Linked DNA regions of Pan troglodytes: region 1 is linked to region 2. A link is a contact called in public Hi-C data. All regions are on one chromosome and are shown on one strand. The core of a region is the stretch at or near the end of the contact, and the rest is flanking DNA. Distances in the headings are between cores, read along the strand shown. Region 1 overlaps ITPR3 (inositol 1,4,5-trisphosphate receptor type 3). Region 2 holds the start of LOC134810291 (putative gametogenetin-binding protein 1).

What was found. Hi-C and Micro-C count contacts between places; a contact is called where the count stands out from the background.
Region 1: a contact with region 2 is called in a Hi-C map of stem cell-derived neural progenitor cells, with 2.4 times the contacts expected there. The contact joins the enhancer-like site here to the promoter of LOC134810291 in region 2. A contact is called at or near these places in 3 of 7 Hi-C or Micro-C datasets (induced pluripotent stem cells and stem cell-derived neural progenitor cells).

Annotation. Positions count from the first base shown.
Region 1 is chr5:39,552,229-39,557,780 of NHGRI_mPanTro3-v2.0_pri, forward strand. ITPR3 (inositol 1,4,5-trisphosphate receptor type 3) reads left to right here. Exons shown (of 58, transcript XM_016955263.4): 22 at 107-306; 23 at 1,680-1,809; 24 at 2,297-2,354; 25 at 3,783-3,948; 26 at 4,860-5,024; 27 at 5,107-5,181. Among named protein-coding and RNA genes, the nearest start is that of UQCC2, 37 kb to the right of the region's middle. Within about 2 kb of position 2,168, at least 4 of the 24 cell types and tissues checked have an H3K27ac peak or open chromatin away from gene starts, as enhancers often do. A contact at or near this core is called in stem cell-derived neural progenitor cells, where this site is marked.
Region 2 is chr5:39,462,606-39,468,300 of NHGRI_mPanTro3-v2.0_pri, forward strand. It overlaps LOC134810291 (putative gametogenetin-binding protein 1), which reads left to right and starts at 4,371. Exons shown (of 4, transcript XM_063812901.1): 1 at 4,371-4,705; 2 at 5,205-5,208; 3 at 5,654-5,695. The coding sequence starts at 4,391.

The DNA.
Region 1 (5,552 bases), core at 918-3,417, 87 kb after region 2:
TGACATAAACAGATTATGCATCCTCTGCCTCCCTCATCAGACCAGGGACCCCTGCGTACACCCTCTACAACCTCCTTGGCAACCTCCTCTGCTTCCCCCTCCACAGGCAAGAATGTGCGGCGGTCCATCCAGGGCGTGGGGCACATGATGTCCACCATGGTGCTGAGCCACAAGCAGTCCGTCTTCAGTGCCCCCAGCCTGTCTGCTGGGGCCAGTGCTGCTGAGCCGCTGGACAGAAGCAAGTTTGAGGAGAATGAGGACATTGTGGTGATGGAGACCAAGCTGAAGATCCTGGAAATCCTTCAGGTGCCTGGGCCAGGACCGTGTGGGAGGTGTTGGGTATAGGGGGAGGGTAATGGGGCGGGTACAGGGAGGCTGGGCAGGGCGAATCCCTTCAGATCTCAGTATTTAGTACTGGAAGTCTCCATCGTGATTGGCTGTCAGGCCCAGCGGTTCCCACAGTGTGGTTCTTGGGCCAGCCTCACCTGGGAGCTTGTTAGAAGTGCACATTCTTGGTTGTGCAGTGACTCACGCCTGTAATCCCAGTGCTTTGGGAGGCCAAGGTGGGAGGACTGCTTGAGCTCAGAGTTCAAGACCTGCGTGGGTGAGACCCCGTCTCCATTAAAAAAAATAGTAATAATGATAAATAAATAAAAAGAAAAACAGAAATGCACATTCTCCGGCCCCACCCTAGACCTACTGAGTCAGGAACACTGGAGAGGGGCCCTGTGGGCTGTGTTGTGACAAACCCTCCAGGTGATTCTGAGGTGCACTGAAGTCTAATTCAATTCTCCCATTTTACAGATGGGGAAAGTAAAAGCGGGGAGGTAAAAGCGGGGAGGGGACTTTCCCAAGGTCACAGGGATTTTGAAGCAGAGCTAGAGATTTAAGAACCTATTTCTTGGCAAGGTGGATGCAGTCATCCCTGTTGTGGTCTCATCTGAGACTCCCCAGCCACACCCCAGGAAGGGGCTCATCCCCGAGGAGGGATGAAGATGCTTGCTTTTGCCTTGCTGTCACCGGAGGGCAGGAAGGGTAGCGCAGTGACCTCCGTGGGGGACCTCTGGCGGTCAGAGTGGAGGGAGCTTCTGACTCATTCTGAGGGCTGGGCCTTCCATGTCTGCATCCTGGGGCTTGGCCAAAGGCTCAGTGCCCCATGAGACTGTGTGACTCACCCATGTCTGCAAGCCCTGCATCCTCACGTCTGCCCCACAGTAGCCTCTCCTCCTCCCTCACAGGCCTCAGTTTCCCCTCCCGTGAGTATCCAGGGTCTGTTTGGCTGAGCAGGATAGGAGGACAAGAGTCAGTTTTTGGACCTGGGGGCTTCATTCCCGTTCCTGTCAGTGTCTAGCCTGGGAAAGAGGGACTGAGTGGGCCGGGCGCAGGGGTGCTCGCTGCCTCATGCTGAGAGGAGGCCCTCATACTCTATCACTGGGGCAGGAGCTGGGGAGAGGGCACCCTGGGCCTGGGGAGAGGGGTCTTGTTTTTTTTGCTGTGACATCCTGGAGCATCCCAAATGACTGTGCTGAGGACTGCGCTGCCCCAAGTGCTAGAGCCTATTTGGGGGCCCCCTGCCCCCTGCCCCCTGCCCCCATAAAGTAGGAAGGGCCTTCTGACCTCAGATCAGTCCTCACCCCATCCTCACCTGACCTTTCCCCATTCTTTCCTCTCTTCTCCAGTTCATCCTCAATGTCCGCCTGGATTACCGCATATCCTACCTGCTGTCTGTCTTCAAGAAGGAGTTTGTGGAGGTGTTTCCCATGCAGGACAGTGGGGCTGATGGCACAGCCCCTGCCTTCGACTCTACCAGTAAGCCCCTGCCCTGCCTTCAGGCTGAGGCTGTGCGACTCTCCCAGGGATACACAGCAGTGGGGTGGAGCCAGCTCCTCAGCCCTGCTCCTTTTTCTAGTCTGCAAAGGCCTTTTCTTTCCATTGTCTCATTTAATTGCCTCAGTGAGGGGGAAGGGCAGGGATCCTTCCCTTCGTTTTCCAAATGGGGAAACTGAGGCTCACAGAACAGCAGGGACTTGCTCGAGGTGACAGCCAGTCAGAGGCTGAGCCAGACCGGGATCTGGTCTCCTGACTCCCAGCCTGGATCTCTGCCCCCTTTGTACTGCCCTGCAGGGGAGTAGGGGGCTGTGGCTCCTCCCCTACTTGGTTCCTTCCCAGAAAGGGGCAGGCAGAGCAGCTGCTGTGCAGCCAGTGCAGGGAAGAGGGTGGTTTGAGTGTCTCCCTGTGCTCCCCTCTTTCCCGGGCTGGGCCTACAACCTGCTTCCATCTGCCCCTCTCCCCACAGCTGCCAACATGAACCTGGATCGCATCGGGGAGCAGGCGGAGGCCATGTTTGGAGTAGGGTGAGGCCAGGGTTGAGCTGCAGGGGTGTGTGGGGTTGGGAGGCTCGACACCCCCTCTTGGGCTGGTCTGGGTTCCTGGGCTGGGGGCTGGCTCTTCCTCTCTTCCATTCCCTCTAAAGACCCTCACCGGGCTTTGTGCTCAGCCCCTCCCCTGCCTCTCCAGTCCCAGAGATCTGGGGGGCCCTTTGGTTCCCAGTCATCCCGCCATTCTTTCACCCCTACTCAGGGCAGGTGTGCCTGTCTTGTGCAGTGGACTTGAATCAGGTAGCTGGACAGCTGGAACAACGTCCCCGGTCCCACAGCAGGGCGGAAGTGTGGGGACATGCATCCCATCCACCCGAAGCCCTGAGGGGCTGGAGGCAGAGGCTCACTGGGGGCTCTTAGCATCTTGGGGCCAGGCTTGTGCCTGGGTCTAGCAGGGCTTATGGACTGCTTTTCAGAATGGTGATTGTAAACTCATAAAATAAAGCACATAACAAGACAAAGGGAACCAGTGGCTTGGAGCGACAGTTATCAAAATATTGGAGAAAACAAATTAGTAGTGACAGTTATATATGTGCCTCTTTACTAATACGTTAAGTAGCGAGCTGCACTGGTAGGTGTAATTAGTACCACTACTTCAAGGCAGCGATGAATATAAACGATATTTTGTGATTTAACAACTCTGAGGTGATGTGAAAACATCTGTTATATTTATTGGTGACAGACTTACAGGTGCCACAAATATTTCCTCATTGAAGGAAATGCTGTATTTTGGTTAGAGGTTGGGAAAAATAAAGATGTAACATTTTCTCCATCTCTGTTCATGGGCCCAGCTTCTATCCATGAATCCCCCGCATGGTGGCAGTGGGATCTGTGTTAAGAGTCCTTGCTTCTGGCTGGGTGTGGTCGCTCATGCTTGTAATCCCAGCACTTTGGGAGGCCGAGGTGGGCAGATCACTTGAGGTCAGGAGTTCGAGACCAGCCTGGCCAACATGGTGAAACCCTGTCTCTACTAAAAATACAAAAATTAGCCGGGTGTGTTGGCGCACACTGGTAATCCCAGCTACTCAGGAGGCTGAAGCAGGAGAATCATTTGAATCCGGGAGGTGGAGGTTGCAGTGAGCCAAGATCATGCCACTGGCTGCATTCCATCCTGGGTGACAGAGCAAGACTCTGTCTCAAAAAAAAAAAAAAAAGAGTCCTTGCTTCAGTTGCTTAATCAAGGGGAGTCCCGAGAGATCCCAGGAGACACGGGTCACTCCGGGGATTCAGGGGAGTGGCTGTTAAACTGCTGAGAAAGTGTCAATATTTTAAGCACATTTAGACTGGCCCTGCATCTGCTAATTGGGTGGTGGAGAGTGTGCTTGTGCCAGGGCCCCTTACCCGCCATGGACAGCAGGGAGTGTGCCAGTCTCACCCATGCGCCCTGCACCCTTGTGCCCGCAGGAAGACAAGCAGCATGCTGGAGGTGGACGACGAGGGCGGCCGCATGTTCCTGCGCGTGCTCATCCACCTCACCATGCACGACTATGCGCCGCTGGTCTCGGGTGCCCTGCAGCTGCTCTTCAAGCACTTCAGCCAGCGCCAGGAGGCCATGCACACCTTCAAGCAGGTGACGGGACTACCTGGCCCTGGCCCTGAGCATGAGGCCTGCACCGGGCACGGGGGGACAGTAAACGATGATTGAGGAGCTCACAGCTCAGGGGGTAACTTGGGATGCCCATTTGGGGTTTCCAGCCTTGCTGAGTTCCTAGGTGAAGACTGAGTCTCCTGGCCTGGCTCAGTGCCTGCCATTTCTTATGATGTGGACAGCACTTTACAGCTTGCAAACTATTATATGCACCTATGCTAAATGCTTTGAATCATGCCTAGCATGCAGACAACCCTCACTGACGTGACTGGCATTTGCTATTGTGATGTCACGCAGTCCCGACAGCTCCCTGTGAAATATCAATACCAGTCGGCGTTGGCCTTTAAAAAAATAAGTGCCTGCCATGTACCAGGCACTGAGCACTGGACTTGCATTATCGCATGGCATTCTCACAGCAGCCCTGACAGTGAGGTTACTACTCTCCCTCCCATTCCAGAGCGGGGAGAAATCCAGGCCCAGGGAGCTTTCCTCCATTGCCCACAGACCCAGAGCGAGGATGGTGGCAGTCAGACGCAGGCCTGGGTCTTTCGGGGTTCAGGGCTGCCAATATGTTTTGCCCTGCCTGTTTGGGGTCTCAGTGGATAAGTGACAGACCACAGCCACATGTGACACTAGTCAGTGAGTAACTGAAGCCAGGTTATGTGGCAGCTCAGGGCAGGCAGTGCAGGGAGGCCTGTGGCCAGCAGGGAAGGCTTCCTGGAGGTGGTGGGCTTATGGCAGAGCCAGAAACATTGAGTGGGAATCGGCTCGGTGGAGAGGGACAGGTGGTGGTCTACAAGAGGGGAACCCTAGAGTAAGGAAGGTGCTGGAGGTCTCTAAGTGGCATGGACCTGGAGCCCATCTCACCAGCCAGGCCCATCCTCCACCTTCAGGTTCAGCTGCTGATCTCAGCGCAGGACGTGGAGAACTACAAGGTGATCAAGTCGGAGCTGGACCGGCTGCGGACCATGGTGGAGAAGTCAGAGCTGTGGGTGGACAAGAAGGGCAGCGGCAAGGGTGAGGAGGTGGAGGCAGGCGCCACCAAGGACAAGAAAGAGGTAAGTGGGGCTCCAGGGGGCCAGGGCAGGCCTCCCTGTGAGGGCTGGGCCTGGCTGACCTCCATCCTCTCTCTGCTTTCAGCGTCCCACGGACGAGGAGGGCTTTCTGCACCCACCAGGGGAGAAAAGCAGTGAGAACTACCAGATCGTCAAGGGCGTGAGTGGCCAAGGGTCCTTGGGGTAGGGATCTGCAGCCCCAGTGGTCCTGGGGGCTCCCGTTGGCCCGGCCCCCCTGTGCCTCTCCCTGTGCTGGCCACTGGCCCTCACAAGAGACATCTTTCAGCCTTTGCTGCACATTAAAAACAGCCCTGCCAAGGTCCAGATGGAATTATTTTAAAGCCGAAGGAATTCCATGAAATTCCATTTCACAGTCATATTGTTCTATTTACTTTTATGGGTGGAATTGGTTTTTTTAGTGCTTCCCTGGCCTGTTGCAAGGGTCTGATTCAGCGCCTGTGACCTCCTTCCCCCTTCCTGTCCCGGGTGCCAGCTGGAACTTGGCTGTGGTGGGCTGGGCAGAGGGCAGCC
Region 2 (5,695 bases), core at 3,121-5,620:
CAACCTGCAATTCAGACCTGTGCACCATGCACCTTGGTGGTCTCTAGATGTTTGAAATCCTGAAGGTGATAGTCAAGTAAACGGAGATTAAAACTCAATAGAGGCTGGGCCCAGTGGCTCACGCCTGTAATCCCAACACTTTGGAAGGCTGAGGTGGGAGGATTGCTTGAGCCCAGGAGTTCAAGACCAGCCTGGGCAACAAAGTGAGACCATGTCTCTACAAAAAAAAATTAGAAATTAGCTGGGTATGGTAGTGCACACCTGTGCATTTGGTGGTCCCAGCTACCTAGGAGGCTGAGGCAGGAGGATCACCTGAGCACAGGAAGTCGAGGCCGCAGTGAGCCATGTTTGCACCACTGCATTCCACCCTGGGCAACAGAGCAAGACCTTGTCTCAACAACAACAAAAAAGGCAGCCAGCTGCAGTGTGTCACGCCTAGAATCCCATCCCAGCCATTTGGGAGGCCAAGGCAAGAGGATAGCTTGAGGCCAGGTGCAGGAGTTCCAGGCCAGCCTGGGCAACAGCAATACCCTGCTTATACGAAAAAAAAAAAAAAAAAAAAAATTAGCAAGGCATGGTGTTGTATGCCTGTGGTCTTAGCTACTGGGGAGGCTGAGGTGGGAGGATTGCTTGAGCCCAGGAGGTCGAGGCTGCAGTAAGCTATGATTGCACCAGGGCAACAGAGGGAGAGTCTGTCTCTAAAAAAAAAAAGGCCGGGCACGGTGGCTCACGCCTGTAATCCCATCCCAGCACTTTGGGAGCCTGAGGCAGGCAGATCACCTGAGGTCAGGAGTTCAAGACCAGCTTGCCTAAGATGGCAAAACCCCGTCTCTTTTAAAAATACAAAAAAGGGAGGCCGAGGCAGGTGGATCACCTGAGGTCAGGAGATTGAGACCATCCTGGCTAACATGGTGAAACCCCGTCTCTACTAAAAATACAAAAAAATTAGCCGGGCATCGTGGCGGGCGCCTGTAGTCCCAGCTACATGGGAGGCTGAGGCAGGAGAATGGCATGAACTCAGGAGGTGGAGCTTGCAGTGAGCTGAGATCACGCCACTGCACTCCAGCCTGGGTGACAGAATGAGACTCCGTCTCAAAAAAAAAAAAAATTGGTCGGGCACGGTGGCTCATGCCTGTAATCCCAGCACTTTGGGAGGCCGAGACTGGCTGATCACCTGAGGTTGGAAGTTCGAGACCAGCCTGACCAACGTGGAGAAACTCCACCCCTATTAAAAATACAAAATTAGCCAGGCGTGGTGGCGCATGCCTGTAATCCCAGCTACTCTGGAGGCTGAGGCAGGAGAATCGCTTGAACCCGGAAGGCGAAGTTGTGGTAAGCTGCGATTGCGCCATTGCACTCCAGCCTGGTCAACAAGAGCGAAACTCCATCTCAAAAACTAATAATAATAATAATAAATAAATAAAATAAAGCCGGTTGTGGTGGCGTGCGCCTATAATCCCAGCTACTCGGGAGGTTGAGGCAGGAGAATTGCTTGAACCCGGGAGGCGGAGGTTGCAGTGAGCTGAGATTGTACCACTGCACTCCAGCCTGGGTGACAAGAGTGAAACCCCATCTCAAAAAAATAAAATAAAAATAGGGCCGGGCGCAGTGGCTCATGCCTGTAATCCCAGCACTTTGGGAAGCCAAGGTAGGTGGATCACAAGGTCAAGAAGTCGAGACCATCCTGGCCAACATGGTGAAACCCTGTCTCTACTAAAAATACAAAAATTAGCCAGGCATGGTGGCGGGTACCCGTAGTCCCAGCTACTCAGGAGGCTGAGGCAGGAGAATCGCTTGAAGCCGGGAGGCGGAGGTTGCAGTGAGCCGAGATTGTGCCACTGCACTCCTGCCTGGCGACAGAGCTAGACTCCGTCTCAAGAAATTAAAAATAAAAATAAAAACAAGGCCAGGCCCGGTGGCTCTCGCCTGTAATCCCAGCACTTTGGGAGGCCGAGGCGGGTGGATCACGAGGTCAGGAGATCGAGACCATCCTGGCTAACACGGTGAAACCCCGTCTCTACTAAAAACACAAAAAATTAGCTGGGCGCCGTGGCAAGCGCCTATAGTCCCAGCTGCTTGGGAGGCTGAGGCAGGAGAATGGCGTGAACCCAGGAGGCAGAACTTGCAGTGAGCCGAGATAGCCCACTGCACTCCAGCCTGGGCGACAGAGTGAGACTCCGTCTCAAAAAAATAAATAAATAAAAATAAAAACAAATAAATAAATAGACTTAGTGGGGTCTGTGCTACCACCTGGACACAAAACCTGGATGCTAAGAGGGAAGACAGATACTGTCTGGCTGCTGGGAATGTTCTTGAGGACAGAACAAACCCAGGAAGGACAGAGGTGTGTGCAGTCCTCAATAGCCCCTGCCCTCAGGGTTCAGTTCCCTCCCTGCCTCTCCCTGTTTGCTCCCTGCCAAGCTTCCTGGGGCTCTCACATCTTTTCCTCCAAGTCTCCACCCCCTTTCCCCCAAAACTCCTGCCTGCCCCCCACACCTCCTTCCCTGCTTCATCAAACCCCTGCCCCCTCTACCTCCAACTAATCTTCCCCAACCTCCCATCCTCCCCAGTCTTTGCTTCCCAGAATTCTGGGAAGTTTCCAACTGGAGGTTTTAATTTGAAAACTCCTCCTTTTCTTAAGCAGTTGGTACTGGGGTGGCTGCTACAGGATCTGAATTGGGGACCTTCTCAGGATGGAGGCCCCAGCTCCGAAGCCCTGATCATGAATTTCGGGCTGCTCCTCCATGTTCCGCCACCAGGGTGCCATTTCCCTGATGATGAGCCGAGAGGGACATGTGGGGAGGAGGGGGCCGGGACCATCTGCCTTGCCGCCCCACCCCTTCTCTGTGGCCGTACCCAGGGGCTTCTCAAAACGGTCACAGCAGCCTCCCTTAAAGCTGGGCATGGGGCGTATGGTGACCTACACCTGCAAGAGCAAGAAGGCCTGGCGGAGAGGTGAAGTCAGTTCTGCCCATAGCAAGCCAGGAGGTGTCGGGCAACCTGCCTGAGAAGGAGGGGAAGGAGCCAGCAGGGGCGCCTCCGGAAAAACAGGGGCCTCAGACAGGTGAGGGGCTGGAATTGGGGGGTACCCAGGTGGGCAAGGCCTGGGACAGAGGTACTGAGAAGAGGCCTGGACGTGAGATGGGGGAAGGGCATGGGCCTGAGATGGGGGACCCATGCTGGGGAGGGTCTGGGGAGGGAGGCCTTGGGTGGGTAAAGGTCTGGGACAGGGCACCTGGTGGGGAAGGACAGGGAGATGTGGGTGGGGCCAATGGACAGAAGCATCTGGTGGGGAGGAGGCTGGAGATGGGGATTTGGTTTGGGGAGGAGGGAGAGATGGGGTCCTCCCACAAGTGAGGGGTTGTGGATGGGGGATACCAGATATGAAAGAGGACGGGCTAGGGAGTAGAAAGGGAATGTGCCAGGGCCAGAGGGACGGGGGCGTCCTGTTGCTCCCAGCTCCTTCTACAGGCCTGGCAGCCATCCCCTGTGAGGACAGGGACCCACCTCTCTCTCTGTTCCCCACCCCCTCATCACCCTACTTTTGAGAGCGATAATCCCCCTCTATGATGAGGACCCCAGATGCAGAGCAGGGGGCTGATGGGAGAGGAAGGCTGCAGAGGGCCAGCAGACCTGTGGGTGAGCCTTGGGGGAGGTTTAGGGGGTCTCTGTCACATCTCTGAGCCCCACCTGCCTCCCTCACCTGACTGTGCTTTGGGATTAGCAGCCACTTTATCCAGATCCTGCAGTTGAAGGAAGAATACCTGCAGAGAGCCACAGGACCCCGTGAGGTCAGCCCTGAGCCCTCCACCAGGGAGAAGGAGTGTCTGCTTGAAGGTGAGTGTGGTGGCCATAGGCATAGGGGAAGCGCCAGAAACGGACCCTCTTCCTGTAGAACTTCTTAGGGGTGTGGGGCCTGGCAGGACACGGGACACATTTTGAGGGACTGCTGGAGTCAGACTGCCTGGGTTCAAATGCCAGTTCTAACATGCTGAGCCGTGCGATGGGTGGCAGCTTGCTCAACCTCTCTGTGTCTGTTTCCTCGTCTTTAAAGTGGGAATATAATAGTAGCTATCCTTGAAGGAAGTTGCAAGGATGAACTGAGATACTCTTTGTAAAATGCCCAGAACGGTGTGTGGCACACAGTAGGCATTTGCTAAAGAAAACAGGGCAACCCCACCCACAACTCAGCCCCCTGTGTGCTTGCCCTCCAAGGCCTGGACCACCCCACTTGCTGCCAGCCTGTCAGTGATCACCACCCATTCACAGGAGACTGCGTGTTGGCCTCTTCCAGGGTGGAGGCAACTCCTTGGAACCACTTCCACAGTTTGGACAAGGAGCTTCAAAACTCGGCCATGGCCAAGGTCTGTGGGTGATGGGGTCATGAGGCATGGGTTGGGGCCTTTCCCACATCAGGCTGGGCCCCAGAATATGTGGCCTGGGCCCGGAAGGAGCAGTCCCCTTTCTTAGCTTTTTGGGACATGTTGCCTCCTGCTTCCTGTCTTGCCTAGGGGTGGGGTGGGGCTGCAGGCCTTGGGTCCTGGGCCTCCTCACCTGCTCAGAGATTGGCTGGACTCCTCTCCAAGATTTGCCCAGCGAGGAGAAAAGTGAGGAAGAGAAAATGAAGGAAGAGGACAGCTCATTCATCCCAGGCATTGTTGCCCTCCAGTGGCCACTGAACAAGGCTTTCAGATCCACAGACACAGTGGGGGCTTCCGCCCTTCCCCTCCCACGTGCCCCCAGGCCCAGGAAGCCTCGCTTTGGCCGGCGGCTCAGGGGTGCAATACCAGCAGGTACCACCAGATGGTACCAGAGGACCTAAGATGACCACCCGAGACCGGGGAGCAGCGTGTGGCTGGGCTGGAGGCCACACTAGGTGTAACGGGTCTTCCTCTGGGTTTGGGAAGTGGTGACTGCGGGGGTGGTACTACTCAAGCACCACCCTTTCTCCCAGCCCAGAGGCTTCTAACGCCTTCAGTGGCTGCCTCCATCCCTGGTTTTCCCATCATGCACTGCTGTGACAGAGCCCCGGAGGGTCCTCTCTGCCAGTAGAGCCCCGGGCAGCCCAGACATGGACAGCAGTTGGGTTAGTGGTGATAGCATACATAATATGATGAAAATCGTGGTTCACATTTACATAGCCATTAATGGGGCAGACCCTCTTTAAGCACTTTTCATAAAATCCTGCATTTTATGACTCTGAGGTGGGTCCTATTGCCATCTCCAGTTCACAGTGAGAACTTGCCCGATGTCACACGGCTAGTGATGGGCAGAGTTGGGACTTGAGTGCAGGCAGTTTGGGTTCCAGATCCAGGCTCTTGAGTTGGTTGGTGGTGGGGGTAAATACCTGCCCCTTGCATGCTGTCCCCAGTGGGTGAAGACGCAGGCTCTCATGCTGCCGCTGCCAGAGAAGGCCCTCAAAGAGTGAGCTTCCTGGGGAAGGCAGGGCGAAGGAGGGGTGGTGGCTGGCTGACTCTACGTCCTGGAAGAAGAGAGGGCTGTGGCTGAGGGTGAGCAGGAACCACAAAGAGCTGGGATGAGGCTCAGGGAGCGGTTGCACCTCTGGGTCCTTGGGTTCCCAGCGGGCTGCTCCACCCTACTCCTGCCTGTTCCCTGCCATCTCCCTGTCCCTTGCCATCTCTCTGGCTCTCAGGTTTCCTGGAGTCGGAGTTGAAGAAGCTTCTGGGAATGCAGC